Linked DNA regions of Rattus norvegicus: all the other regions are linked to region 2. The links are chromatin contacts, called in public Hi-C maps. All regions are on one chromosome and are shown on one strand. The core of a region is the stretch at or near the end of the contact, and the rest is flanking DNA. Distances in the headings are between cores, read along the strand shown. Region 1 overlaps Gsap (gamma-secretase activating protein). Region 2 holds the start of Ccdc146 (coiled-coil domain containing 146). Region 3 holds the start of Fbxl13 (F-box and leucine-rich repeat protein 13).

The links. Hi-C and Micro-C count contacts between places; a contact is called where the count stands out from the background.
Region 1: a Hi-C map of Schwann cells shows a contact between it and region 2, with 8 times the contacts expected there. The contact joins the enhancer-like site here to the promoter of Ccdc146 in region 2. A contact is called at or near these places in 10 of 12 Hi-C or Micro-C datasets (the A7r5 cell line, the Rat2 cell line, Schwann cells and 7 more) and 1 of 1 datasets of contacts at active chromatin or transcription factors (oligodendrocytes).
Region 3: a Hi-C map of the A7r5 cell line shows a contact between it and region 2, with 3 times the contacts expected there. The contact joins the promoter of Fbxl13 here to the promoter of Ccdc146 in region 2. A contact is called at or near these places in 6 of 12 Hi-C or Micro-C datasets (the A7r5 cell line, Schwann cells, frontal cortex and 3 more).

Annotation. Positions count from the first base shown.
Region 1 is chr4:14,720,166-14,724,447 of GRCr8, reverse strand. It overlaps Gsap (gamma-secretase activating protein), which reads left to right. Exons shown (of 31, transcript NM_001395028.2): 20 at 1,091-1,219; 21 at 1,931-1,989; 22 at 2,636-2,667. Among named protein-coding and RNA genes, the nearest start is that of Gsap, 78 kb to the left of the region's middle. Within about 2 kb of position 2,262, at least 16 of the 93 cell types and tissues checked have an H3K27ac peak or open chromatin away from gene starts, as enhancers often do. A contact at or near this core is called in Schwann cells, where this site is marked.
Region 2 is chr4:14,552,826-14,557,340 of GRCr8, reverse strand. Ccdc146 (coiled-coil domain containing 146) reads right to left here and starts at 1,931. Exons shown (of 19, transcript NM_001419502.1): 1 at 1,833-1,931. Fam185a (family with sequence similarity 185, member A) reads left to right here and starts at 2,174. Exons shown (of 8, transcript NM_001395612.1): 1 at 2,174-2,833. The coding sequence starts at 2,425.
Region 3 is chr4:14,305,157-14,309,126 of GRCr8, reverse strand. It overlaps Fbxl13 (F-box and leucine-rich repeat protein 13), which reads right to left and starts at 1,996. Exons shown (of 18, transcript NM_001103355.1): 1 at 1,886-1,996. The coding sequence starts at 1,960. Armc10 (armadillo repeat containing 10) reads left to right here and starts at 2,328. Exons shown (of 6, transcript NM_001106576.2): 1 at 2,328-2,603. The coding sequence starts at 2,471.

The sequences.
Region 1 (4,282 bases), core at 1,013-3,512, 170 kb before region 2:
TTCTGGAGGGTAGCCACTAACAAAGGCACTAGCTTATGTTTTGAGGGGACCCCATGAGCATAAACTCTCTTATTTTTTTTTAATCCTATTAAGAGTGTCATCACAGTAAGCACCAGTTAGGTCAGATATATCTAGCCCTGGCCAAATACTTATAGATATATTTATCTTGATAAGACTATATTAGAAGAACCAGTTGATCCCAGTGAGACAGGAGAGTACAACGGAAAGAACGCTGCTGTCACCAAGGTCGATGTGTAGCAGGGCACACATGAGACAGCCTGTGCTACGTGAATAGCCTCATAGACTAGGAGATAAAGCCCTAGAGCTTTCTACGGTGTTTGCCACTGAGTTCCCAACTCCTCTCCCAGCTCTGACTTGCTTCCTTTCCTGGACGTGGAGCTTTTCTTAGTAAACTGTTTCCACATCTGCTGCTGTCCCTGTGCCCTGTCCAGTTTCTTGTTCTAGAACACAGGAAGCTGGAAATCCCAGGAGAAAGCTCACCAGACTCCCTCCCACGTCTACAGACAGCATCACGGTATTCTTCAACATTAAATATACATTAGCATAGTGTTTTATTTATTAAAAACGGTTATGTTCTTCAAGATAGAATGATAACTAATAATTCAAAGATCTGAAGACCAACTGATTCTGTTTGGGAGAATTTAACAGTTATTGGGAAGTTGAGTTTATGTCATCGTTTCGATTCCTGGTTTTTGGAAGTGAATAAGCTTAGAAGGGAAACGAGCCTGTTCCAGTTACAAGCACATTTCTGACAGGACAGTGTGGTGACACCACCCGAGCCAGGAGAACCGCTCTCTAGGGAGGAAATGCCTTGAGTACAGAGCCAAACCCACCCGGAAGTCCTTAGTTTTGGGAAATGAACTGTAGTTCTCTCTATTGTAAACAGGAAGAGAAAAGAAGAAGAGAGGCTAGGCTCTTGATTTGCAAATTCTCATGGGTGACCCTGTTCTGTGAAACATGGAGTTGCTCAGAAATGCCAACACCCGAGAGGCATGGAACGAGATGTGGTCCCTACTACAGGAGAGACCACGGTGCCTGCTTTTCAAGCTAATGCTGTTTTTGTCTCCAGGTCTACAGCTTGAAGGGGTACTGGGCAAAGCTGAACTCCAACCTCGAGTATATTAAGTACACCAAGCCTCACCTGCACTACCACAACAGCGTCGTGAGGAGAGAGTGGCATAACCTGATCTCTGAAGAGGTGAGTCACACACACGGCTAGCAGCAGAGGCTGAGCCGCAAGGCTGGCCCATGCTGGCCATGCTGTCCTCTGTCACCACGCATATCACCCCAGTGAAACCCAGTGGGCAGGGAGGACTGCTCTATACTGCCTGTTCTTTGAGGAGAAGCTGGAGTAATGGAAAGAAGGGACACGTGACTCACTCATAGTAGAAAAGTAATGAGTACGATCACGTCTCAGACATTGTTAGGTTACTTGAATAGCTAAAAGTTTATTAAGAAAAATGTTAGGTGTTCCCCCAGTTAGTGTTTGCCAGAGGTTGGGAGGAGAAAGAGTTGATGAGGCAGACTGTAAAGGGATTGGTCATAGGGGGTGCTCTTTGGGAAAATGAGATAGTTCTGTGTTTTGATCATGGCGGTACACTGTAGTAAAGCTACACACATGGTGAAATGGCCTAGAACTACACACACAGTGTACCATATCCATTTCCTGACTGTGGTATTGTAGTGTGGCTATATCAGACAGAAACATTGACAGAGCTTAGGTGGAATGCCTAGGACCCCTGCACTGCTGCCGTATTGAGTCCTCTGAGAATAAGCAGCTGCTCTTCTTACGTGGGAAATAATATTAGTTTCCAACCCTTAACTATATTGCTATTTGTTCTTGCTACTAACGAAAAAGCTATCCACGAAAATTCAGTCTTCCTCAATCCTCACATGTTCTCACCCCTAGAGAACGGGAAAAAGGAGGTCCACAATGTACGTGAGGAACATTCTTGACAACGCTGTGAAGTGAGTACGATCAGAGGCTGCCTATCGTGGGCCCGGTTGGCTGCCCGCAGGGTATTCTCTCAGTCAACTGCTGCCCTTGGCTTCCTGTAGACCACTGGGCGCTGGGGTGTCTCTCGGGAAATGCCTCTCTAGACACTCAGCCTAAAACTGGCGACTTGTCATGGATAAACGGTCAAGGGGGCTTTTATCAGCGAGTACCTCTGAGAACGGAAGACGCAGCAGGTCGCTTTGTTTGAACGGTTGGTGGGCTGTGTTGGCGGGACCTGCTCTTATTTTGAAAGCGTTTTCTCTGGGTGGATGAGTCATCGCCGAGGGCTGAAAGTGCAGGCCTCATTCCAACCCCTGTTCTGTTTTTAGCCTTCGTTATTTCCAATAACTGAGAGCTTATTTTCTAAATAACCTGCTGTTGTTGGCTCTGAAGGCCTTTGGGATTTGGGGTTGTGTGCCTCTCGGTATACTGATTAAAGTTTTCGGGTAGCCAGAGGACAGTTTCTGCAGTGGTTTTGTGGGGCTTTAAAGGGGAGACATCTCTGCACGGTGCTGTGGATCGAAGGTTTTAACATGATGCTTCTGTTGTAGAGATAAACACTAAAATAAACACTAACTGGGGGAAACACCTAACATTTTTCTTAATAAACTTTTGCAGGGTGATTTCTAACATGGAAATGAAAACATTCGGTAAGAAAGACCTGTGTTAAAGTCCGTGCTTTGCTTGTAACATTTTTCTTCCTAACCAATGGGTTGGCAAGAAAATCACTCCCAGCCACATAATAGGGTGCCATGGATAGCAAACGCTCTTAATATCACCCTGTCACAGTTGCTACATACCATTTCAATATCTGTCTTAGTATCAGGACCTCCAGGGTGAGCCTCTGAGTGTGTTTGCTGATGGAGTCTTCTGGTTTTCCCACTTCTCCTCTCAGCGCTGATCTCTTAGCCTGGCCCCTGGCTGTATCCACCGGGTGCACTTGGTGTTCTCTTGCAGGAGCTGCTGCTTCTCCAGCTGTCTCATTGCATAGAGACTTTGACTTACATGTCCCATCCATTTGGTTCACATCAGGTCTTAACCCTGGGCTTGGTCCCAGGGGAGCAAAGATGGGTCATTGGATAAGCAGTGTGGTTCTGTGGGTGGACACCATCTTGGAGTCTAGAGCCAGCTGCCACATGCCAACCATAAGCGCCTGAACCTTGTCCTTGGGGCTAGCTAGCATGAGGGGAAAGGACAGAGTCCATTAGAGAATACCTAGTCAGTGTCTAGTGTAGGGAACAAGGGGTGTAGGCTGGACCCCTTCCCTTGATGGAGGAGAGAGGGAGTCTTGGGAGGTTTAAGTCTCCACAGGCAAGGAGGTTTACTCTGTGATAATGGAGGGAGAACAGTGAATATACCCAGGCCCAGGCCTTGGCGATATTGATCATGCTTCATGAAGGCTGGCCTCAGGAAACTGTTTTTATCTACTCCTGTCTTATGGGCTTGGATGTTTTTCATACGTGTGGGGACCGTAACGAACATTTAACTTGGAAATGGTGTAGCAGCAAGCCTAACAGCTGTATACACAGCCCAGTGAACCGTGAAGGTGGCTTTTCTCTACAGGGAACTGACCTCAGCCTGAAGAGACCATCCTTGCCTATAACCAGGGACTATACCCTACCAGACAGGGCATAATGTGTGAGATCCAAGGTCATCTTCCTGCTGTGGCTGAAAGCTGTGTAGTATGGGCGGCTTTCTTGCTGTCCAGGGGAGGTTTCGAGGCTCTCCGTAGTGCCAGGCCTGCCAGCATCTTGCCGGGCAGTGACTCAGTGCTCTTTAAAACTTTTCCTTTCTGTCTTGTGCTTTTCTTCCTGAGAGGAAAGCTGTCATTGCCTAAAACATTGCAAATTAAGGTCTTTAAATGCGTATTCTGAGTTATTTCATCATTATCCAGAGGGCTAATTGAGGAGGGTGGAGAAAGTGTTTATCCTGAGGGGCCATAGAGCACCCATGCCTTTTTGGGAGAAAACATCAGCCTGTGGGTTCTGTCCTCATACCTGCTCTGTGGTCTTAGAGATTCTGAGAGAAGAACCCAATAGGACAGTTGTTAGGGGAGACCTGGGGAAGCCCTGCCTGCCAGCCTGCCTGTCTGTCTTGTTAGGCAGGGTCAGTCAGAGTGGGGAAAGTGACATTTGGCTTAACTCTCACAGTTTGTCCTTTCAGTCTGATGACTTGTGCCCATCAGCCCTGTCTGCTCAGCACTGTCTGTCCCAGTGGCTGACTGTCCGTCTGCTCAGGGGCTGTCACAGCCACTACACTATGGGC
Region 2 (4,515 bases), core at 682-3,181:
GAGACCTGGGAAGGAAAGAAGCCTTCATTCTAGAGCCTGGCAGTGCTTGTCACCAGCAGAAACAATATTATCTATGATGGTCACCAATAGAAAGTCACTATCTCTTTTATAGTGATATTTCCAACTTAGGTTGTTGAAGGAGCAAGGAATCACATGTAAGACCTAAACATATGTGGCCTTTCTTCTTTCCCAGCTATACACCAGGAATTTTCTAGAAATCTTACCAAAAACCCTATTTCCAGTAAAGGACATGTCTTAATCCCTTTTATAATTCTTGTGACACATGGTTTTATTTTAGCATTGCCATCCAATCCAAGACATCTCTAGAGCTATCCTATAATCACACTTATTGAAAAGGGGGAGGGAAAAGGTTTTAAAGAAGTTTCCTAGAAATCCTTTGAGGCATAACTTGAGAGTCATTAAAAGAATGAATCTGTAAGACTTCTGCCAAGGCGCTTAAGGGCAAGCTCAAGAGAGCCTGAGAGGTTTACACCTGTGCTCTTGAATATGACTCTTTCTCTCCCTGAGTGAGCAGTCACCCCTACCAACCCCGGTGCTGCTTAAACCTGTGTTTAGAATCTCTTTTGAATCAACCCTCTTTCACACTAGCTTCTCCCAACATTTTTTTTCCTGCAGAGTCAAGAGTAGGTTTTTCCTCAGTGGAAGTCCTTAAGGACAGGGGGTTTCTCAGACGGCTGACAGAAGGGCTGGGCTGCCACAGTGCCATCACCACTACCATAGTCGTCACTAAGAGAATAACACGGACACTGGCAAGGACTTTATACCTATCGCTCTATCATTCTAGGTTCCAAGAATTGAGAGGGTCACATGTTTGGCTGAGAGTTCCAATCTTTAAAGGTATCATTTTATTTATTTATTTTGTACTCTATTTGAGACAGAGCTCTCAGTATATAGTCCAGGTGGACCTCAGATCTGAGATCCTCCTGCTTAGACTTCCCAAATTCCGAAAAACTACAAGTGAACACCACCACATTAGACTTAGAATTAGTTAAATCTGTATGTGAGGGAATTAGGGAATTATTTGAAGACTGTGGAGAAAGGGGGAGAAGAGTAGGCAAGTATGGATGAAATCATGTCCACAGCCCACATTTTCCATTATCTTTACTGCCTACTGAATAATAAACAGAAAAGAGTTAACTTCTAGAGTTATTTAGCACAGTCTATATATCAAAACTAAGGCCATGAAAATAATCTGACATCTCCTAACATGTCTTATTATCTTAGAGAGGAGGAAGAGAGGGAGAGAGAGAGAGAGAGAGAGAGAGAGAGAGAGAGAGAGAGAGAGAGAGAGATTTTATTTTATCACTAAGGCCAAGGATCAGTTGCAGGGAAAGAGCTCTAGATTGCTCTCTAAACAAGTTCAATTGTCTCCAAATCTCTTAGCAACTTAGAAATATGTCATTCCTAAAATACTTTAATCGTTTTGTAGACCGTACATCTTTGTTGTCCATTGTTTCATTTGATACTTGTGGGAAAAAAGAAAAAAGAAACCTTTAACACGATGCAAGAAAAACGTCATTTTACATGCAAACAGTTAAGACCCTAAGGCAACCAATGACTGACCTAAGGTCACTTACAATTAAGAAAGAGCCAGGATTCTAACACTTTTCCAATCTAGTATTTTCTAAGAGGTAGTTTCCTTAAAGGGCTGAGAAGGGAGGAAACAACAGAATGTGTCTATCCTCTCTTGCTAGGGGGATTCTCTATTCCAAGGGACCCACATTAGTTTGGTGATGTTTGGTTCTAGCCATCTAAAGAGGGTATTCCTAACTTTGAATCTAATTCCCATCTATAAACATGGTGCTTCTTACCCTTTCTTTTTGTCCTGATTCTTATTTTTCTCCGTGTGTTTTGGTCTCTGGGGTCTCACTTCAAAACTCCACCCTCTCCAGAGTCGCGTTCTCCGTATCCAAAGTAACCACACAGCTGAAATATTACCTTTCCATTGGTCAGTTAGATTAAGGTTTTTTTTTTTTCTTTCTCTGATCTCTTGGCCAATGGGCTTGAAGCAACAGGAACGCAACAGGGACTTCTCTACCAATCGGCTCTTGTCACTCTGCCTATTCGTCGCATTGTCTCATGGGATATGTAGTTTCAAAGCTACCAGAACCCCTCAATGTTTGGCTCCTTTAAAACTACATCTCCCGACGGCCTCCGCCAAAGGGGCGGAAATAGGTGGCTAGTCAGGGTCAGGGCTTCAACAGGACGCTTTGACGTTTTAATTTTCCTACCGGCATCGTTTTGAGGCTGAGATTTAAGTCGTTAAGTGCTGTGCTGGGACTTGGCTCGTTCTTCCTCAGCGGAACCGTGCTTACGGTCGCCTTTCTGACTGGCCCGAGGCAGCTCGTGTTTCGGGCTGTCTCAGGACCCGCGAGCCGAGGCTGAAGGGTTCCGAGGGAGAGCATGTTCGGCCGCCTCCCTCCTTGCGCGTCCCGGGTGCGGGCGGGCGCCTTGTTCGGAGCTCTGGGGACCCGGACATGCGGCTCCGGTGGGGCCGAGCGGCGGGGCTCGGTGCCCGCGAACCCTGGGGCCGGCCTGGCACGCGGGGATCTGAGGGAGTGGACGCTGAGGGTGAGCCCGTTTGGGCGGCTGAGGGCGCGGCTCCCATGCCACCTGTCCGTGAGGCCCCTGGATCCCCTCGCGCACCCGGACGGCGACCGCGTGCTAGTGGCGGTGAGCGGCGTGGGGAGCGGGACGCGTGGCCTAGACAGCCTGCAGGTCAAGTATGACGCTGCTCTGCAGGAGATGGCCATTCTGTCAGACGACATTGATCCCGAGGCGTCGGTGGAGGTGAACGCACCCGTCAAATTTGGCAAGTGATGTGAAAACGGGTTTGGGTCGCAAAATACCGTCTCACCTAGTTGGCCCTTTCCGGGGATCTCTTTTCTAAAGCCACACTCCTGGGTTCCTGAGTAGTGTTTAAGCGTTAGATTCCCGATTCCGGAGGAAAATTAAAACTGAATGGAAGCTTGTATTGGAACAATCTGAATCTAATTACATTGTGGAGCCCCATGTTCTTTTTTGTCACAGCCATTAGCATCGTTCAGTGTTGAGGTTTCCTGATAACTATCCAGTGGTTTGGTAGTCCACATCTTGGGGCTCTGGTCCCTAGTCAACTCTATGTATAGAGGCGTCCAGCTAACGTAGGAAAAAATACTTGCTTTCCAACAGGCTCCCAGGAAAGTATGTGTATTCATGTAGGCATGAGTAAATTCTCTGGGAATAACAAACTTTGAAGCAAGACACATATTTAAGGCTGCCTGGGAAAATTAATTATGGTACCTGCAAAACGTTTCTTAGGTGTCTGCGTCCCATTATTTCCCAGATGCAAACCGCTGAGCACACATATTTTTCTAGAAAGGTTTCTCGAGGCTCTCATTCTTCTTGGAACTGAAGGGTGGTGTTGCTGTTGATACCAATAGCACCATTTACCTCTTTCTTATAAGGTTCTTTTTATTAACCCTCACTGTCACGTAGTAGGGTGGATGCGTTTGTCCCCACTTCAGATGAGGACGAAGAAATGAAGGAAGTATCAGAAGACACACAGTGTAACTGAACAAACAAAAGGCCCCGTGCATGGTGGCGTTATGAAATTTGCTTTCTTAGATGCCTTTCCACCTTAAATACAATAGGCAGGGCTAGGATTGGAGCTGACTGGAATGGCTCAGCCGTTAATTGTGCTTTATTTCGTCTCAACTCCCAACTAGCCTAAATGGATAAGAGACCATACCTCCAAAATATAGTAATCTGAAGGTGCTGTTGGGTTTTTACCACGGTGCAGAGTAAGCTGGGTATCAAAGGAAAGGGAAGCAAAACTTAAAACAGCTCCTGGGAGATGGATATTACCCCTGCTGGCTCTCCCAAATCACCTCATTGCTGCTTTTCAGGGCGAGAGGCCTGTTCCCAGTGTAGTGCCTCGATTCCATCGGCCCCTCAGATCTCCATAGCTGATCGTATTGGTGTTTGTTCCTCCAGCTTGTGATAGAGTGACCCAGTGGGTGTCCCATTACTGCTGCTGCTTCGAGCCTTAATTGCCTCTCCTACTTCCCAAAGAGCAAGTGCTTCAGATCCCTTCCTTGTCCGTATAGTTGTCAGGTCTGCCTTGTTTCTTGCTAGTGACAGGACTCAGTTGGGCAGTTCTGTTTGTATCAGTGTTTGGCTTTTGTACTCTCTTTTCCTCTCGAGTGTATTGTTGCTCATTTAACCCATTGTGGTGCAGTTGAGGAAATTCATACTGTAACAATTAAGATTGTAGCATTGGGTCCCAATCACTTGCTTTGGGGGAACATAATTGTGCTGGTTAGTTTGTCAGCTTGACACAAGCTAGAGTCACCTGGGAGAGGGAACCTCAATGAGAAAATGCCTTCATCAGATTGACCTGTAGGCAAATCTGCATTAATCGAGAAGCATTGATTAATGATTGATTAGGGAAGGCCCAGTCACACAGGTTGGTCCTGGGTTGCATTAAAAAGAAAAAGTCAAGCTGAGAGACTC
Region 3 (3,970 bases), core at 747-3,246, 250 kb after region 2:
CACCTACCACTGGCATGCAGGCTTTGGTTTGGGTGTTCCTTAATCAGAGTGTACACAAGTCTGTAGGGAAACGGCGTTGTGGAGGAACAACTAGGTTTACTCAGAGCACACGGGTTATGTTCAGAAGAGGTCAAACACGCATAGCTGTCTTTGATAAAATATGTGCTTCACGTGTTTGCAGGTGGCTTTTACAAGAGCAAAGGTCTCAGGGATTTGAATCAGACATGTACATGCAGAGAGACCTGGCAGAACAGAAGCCACCTTACTGGGCTCTGAGGGAAAGTGAGAGTGCGCTCAAGGCCTGTCTTGCACCTGCTGTTAATGTGTGAGCAGAGGTGATTGGATAAAATCCTCTGGATAAAAATCACGGCGCAAAACCATCCTAAAACTAAGAGCTGTACCCACTTTCCCTGAAAATTGAATTGCACACTTCTCTCCTCCCCTAGAACTCCTTCATTCTCCCCATCACAGCACGTGCTCAGAACTCTGCACTTGATCTTAGCCAAAAGGCCGAGAAGCGATGTGCTCAGAACTCTGACAGCATCACCACACAACATACACCAATGTGCAGGCGAATGGGAGTCACCAGCGATTGCTCAGCTCCTGGGAGTATAAAACCTGGTTTTCAATACCATACTGTCCTCCTGAGGCAGGGCAGAAAGGGGATTATAGTGACTGGAAGCACAGGGTAGAGAGGAAGCCTTTCACTGACCAAAAAGGACTTAAGTCTGCTAAATAAGGACCTAATGGACAGTAACTAAACTGCTCTCACTTGGGGCTAGTTGCTGTATCCCCAGACACCTCAATCAATCAAGGATGACAAGACCAGTAATTAGGGTGTGCTGACATAAGTCAAAACAACACATAACCTTGAATTCCTGGCCTACCCACTCTCAGGACTAAATGAAGTTGCTCATAAATCCACTATACAACTTTAGTTACTGAATGAAAAAGAAACTTCAATTTTTAATCTAACCTTGTTACAAACTATACTCTTGGGTGATATCAGTTTTTTTTTTTTAAAAAAAGGAGTATTAATCCTATTGGGACTAGATGTCCCAAGTTATCAGAGGAGAAGTCTTCCCGTTCTCCTCTGATAAGGGGAGGGAGTGTTGGGGGAGGGATTTGTAAGGACAAGACTGAGAGAAAAGTAGGGGGGGTGGGCTTTGTTCGGGATGTAAAGTGAATGAATTACTTAAGAAAAAGAAAAAGAAGAAGAAAAGAGGTAGTGGCTTCTTGGCAACATTTAGAAAGGTAACCTTGAAAGCCACAAGAAAAAGAAAAAAGAAACCTATATCTGCATTGTGAAGACATAAGCTGGACTCTCCCTTCAGAAGTCCACAATTGTCTTGATCAGGTGTGTTCTACTCTATCTACTGGAGCACATGTTTCTGAGTTTAATGAAACCAACTTATCTTTATATAGGTTGGCACCGAAACTCATGTCTTTGTTAAAACCAACACCTCGGGTGTTGCCTGCGTGGCGATCTCTAAAAAGGTATATTGTGAGGTTGTGTCTCCTGCTAACAACGAGCGAGGAAATGCTTATACCCAGAACCCCTGCAGTCTTTTGTCTTCAAGTGGCTCACCACTCACTTCTTGTTCGTCTCTCTTCCTAATAGCACTTAGTACTTGACACTTGAGGTCTCCAACCCAGGCCTTGTGCTCTTTCCCCCTGGAGATTGTCACTTTCCCCCTCCCCCTCCCCTTCCTTTGTCATCTCCGCCCCTGCTTTAGCCACTGTCACCCTTCGGTGTTCTCTAACCTACCCCAAATAGACTTCAACTCCCCCATCCTCTATTTCCTATCTCCAGCTCTGGGAATCTCCTTGCCTCTCCCGGTCTCTTCCCTTGCCCTCTGTGTGAGAGGCTATGTAGCTCCAATACCTCACAGATTTGAGGAATGTAGTTGTCCTTGAAGTAGTTCCTTAGCCTGGGGGGGGCGTTGCGTAGTGAAGCCATAGTCAGAAGCAGGACTGAGAAACTACTGCGTTTTGTTGGTTACTGCTCCACGCTGCAGCGGAGGGACGCGTCGGTGCGTTGCCTGGCAACCAAGGAGGAGCCAAACAGTCTCAGCCAATCCGGAGATGAAGAAAGAACCTGGGGGGGAAGGGCAGGGGGAATGGGGAGGGGCGGACAGAACGGGGAGGAGCGGGCAGCGCTGGGAGGGGCAGGGGCAGGACAGGACCCGCGGGGCGAAGTAAAGTGGGAGGCGGGGCATAGCTGGACTGGAAAGTATTGGGGCGGAGCTAGGGGGCGGGACTCAAGCAGGGCGGTCCCCCACTTGATCCAGGAAAAAGATGCAAGCACTAGGGAGGGCAACGAGCAGAGTGGGAGGGCTTCCGACCTCAGCAGGGCGGCTTCCGGAAGGCGGAGCTCCAACCCCATTTCCTTTCTCTGGGCTGGTTCTGGCCCAGCTGCACCTGCGTGTGGCCCTGGCACCCCGGCTCCCTGCAGCTCGGTGGCAGCAGTATGGGCGGCGCGCGGGACGTGGGCTGGGTGGCAGCCGGGCTAGTCCTGGGCGCTGGCGCCTGCTACTGTATCTACCGGCTGACTCGGGGACCGCGGCGAGGCGGGCGCCGACTGCGCCCTTCGCGGTCCGCAGGTGAGGCGATGGGCTGCCCGGCATGTGGACTGGTTCGAGGTTCGGGAACCACCTCTGGACAGGCTAGATCAGAGGTGCCTTAGACACTCGCGACTGCATGGGGAGGAAGGCTAGAGGTAGACAGTCTGGAAGCCCAAGTTGCCTTGGGTGGGTCCTGAGCCGCTTCCCTGCTCCCACTTCTTTGTTTAAAATAAGGACTGAAAACATCGCCCGAAGTGCCCTATTACTTCCCTCCGGCTTCACAGCGGAGAGCTGAGGTTTCTCCAAGCTAAATAGATTGCTTCTCATTTTAAAGTTTGGGCCTTTGTGTTGTTACCAAAGAGGTGTCCCTTACTGTGTGAGAACGTTCTTAGGGGCCTCAAGTCCAGGTTGAAACTCTGCTCGCTGCTTTATGAAGAAAGGATCCCTGAGGTGCAATTCTGCCAGCACCTGTCTTAGGTGCTAGTACCTTTAAGTCATCCGTAGCATCCCTGCAACATGGGTGTGTGTGTTGGAAATAAAGAACCTCAGCCTACAGGAGACACACCTTCTGAAAGGATCGTTTAGGTCGTGAAAACTGTTGGGAAAACTATTTGGTCTGCCGACCAAAACCTGCTTTCCTCAAAGGCAGAGAAATGTATTTGTTTCTTTTGTCTTTTTTTTTTTTCCCCCGGAGCTGGAGTCCGAACCCAGGGCCTTGCCTAGCAAGCGTTCGACCACTGAGCAAAATCCCCAACCCCCATTTGTATTTGTTTTTAAATTGAGTAATCATTAAAACATTTTACTACTAATAAATTAGTAGATAAAACATTTTATCTACTAATGTTATTCCAAAGACAGAATTCTCATTTCCCTGTACCAGGGTCTATGCAAAATAAACAGTAGTTTGCCTTTAAAACAAGTGGACTCAAATATACCATTTTCCACACGGAGAGTTCAAGCAGTTATTGGTAGGACCTAATTGCCTTTCCCTAGAATGAAAATAAGGCACCATTAAAGGCAGATAGAAAACATGTCTTTGGGTTGTACACCTAGCATTTACTTTTCAAACTTTGCACTTCCTGGAAGGGACCAGGAAGAATGGTGGGTTTATATTCCAGCCTTCCATTTCCTTCAGGAAATGCTGTAAGAAAGGTCTGCACAGCACCTTTTCCTCTGGTCAGAGGAAAGCAGTTTTTGAAAATGAGCATTTGCCCCTCCAAAGCCTGATTTGTAGGTTTTTACTCCCCCCAACCCCTTGTCAAATATTTCTATACAAGAATAATTTGGTGGTTTTGTTATTGTTGTTGGGGTTCTTTTGTTCTTTTGTTTTTTTGTTTTTTGTTTTGCTTTTTTAAGGCAGAAGATCGGATGTATCCCTGGCCTGGAACTCACTGCATAGCAGAAAA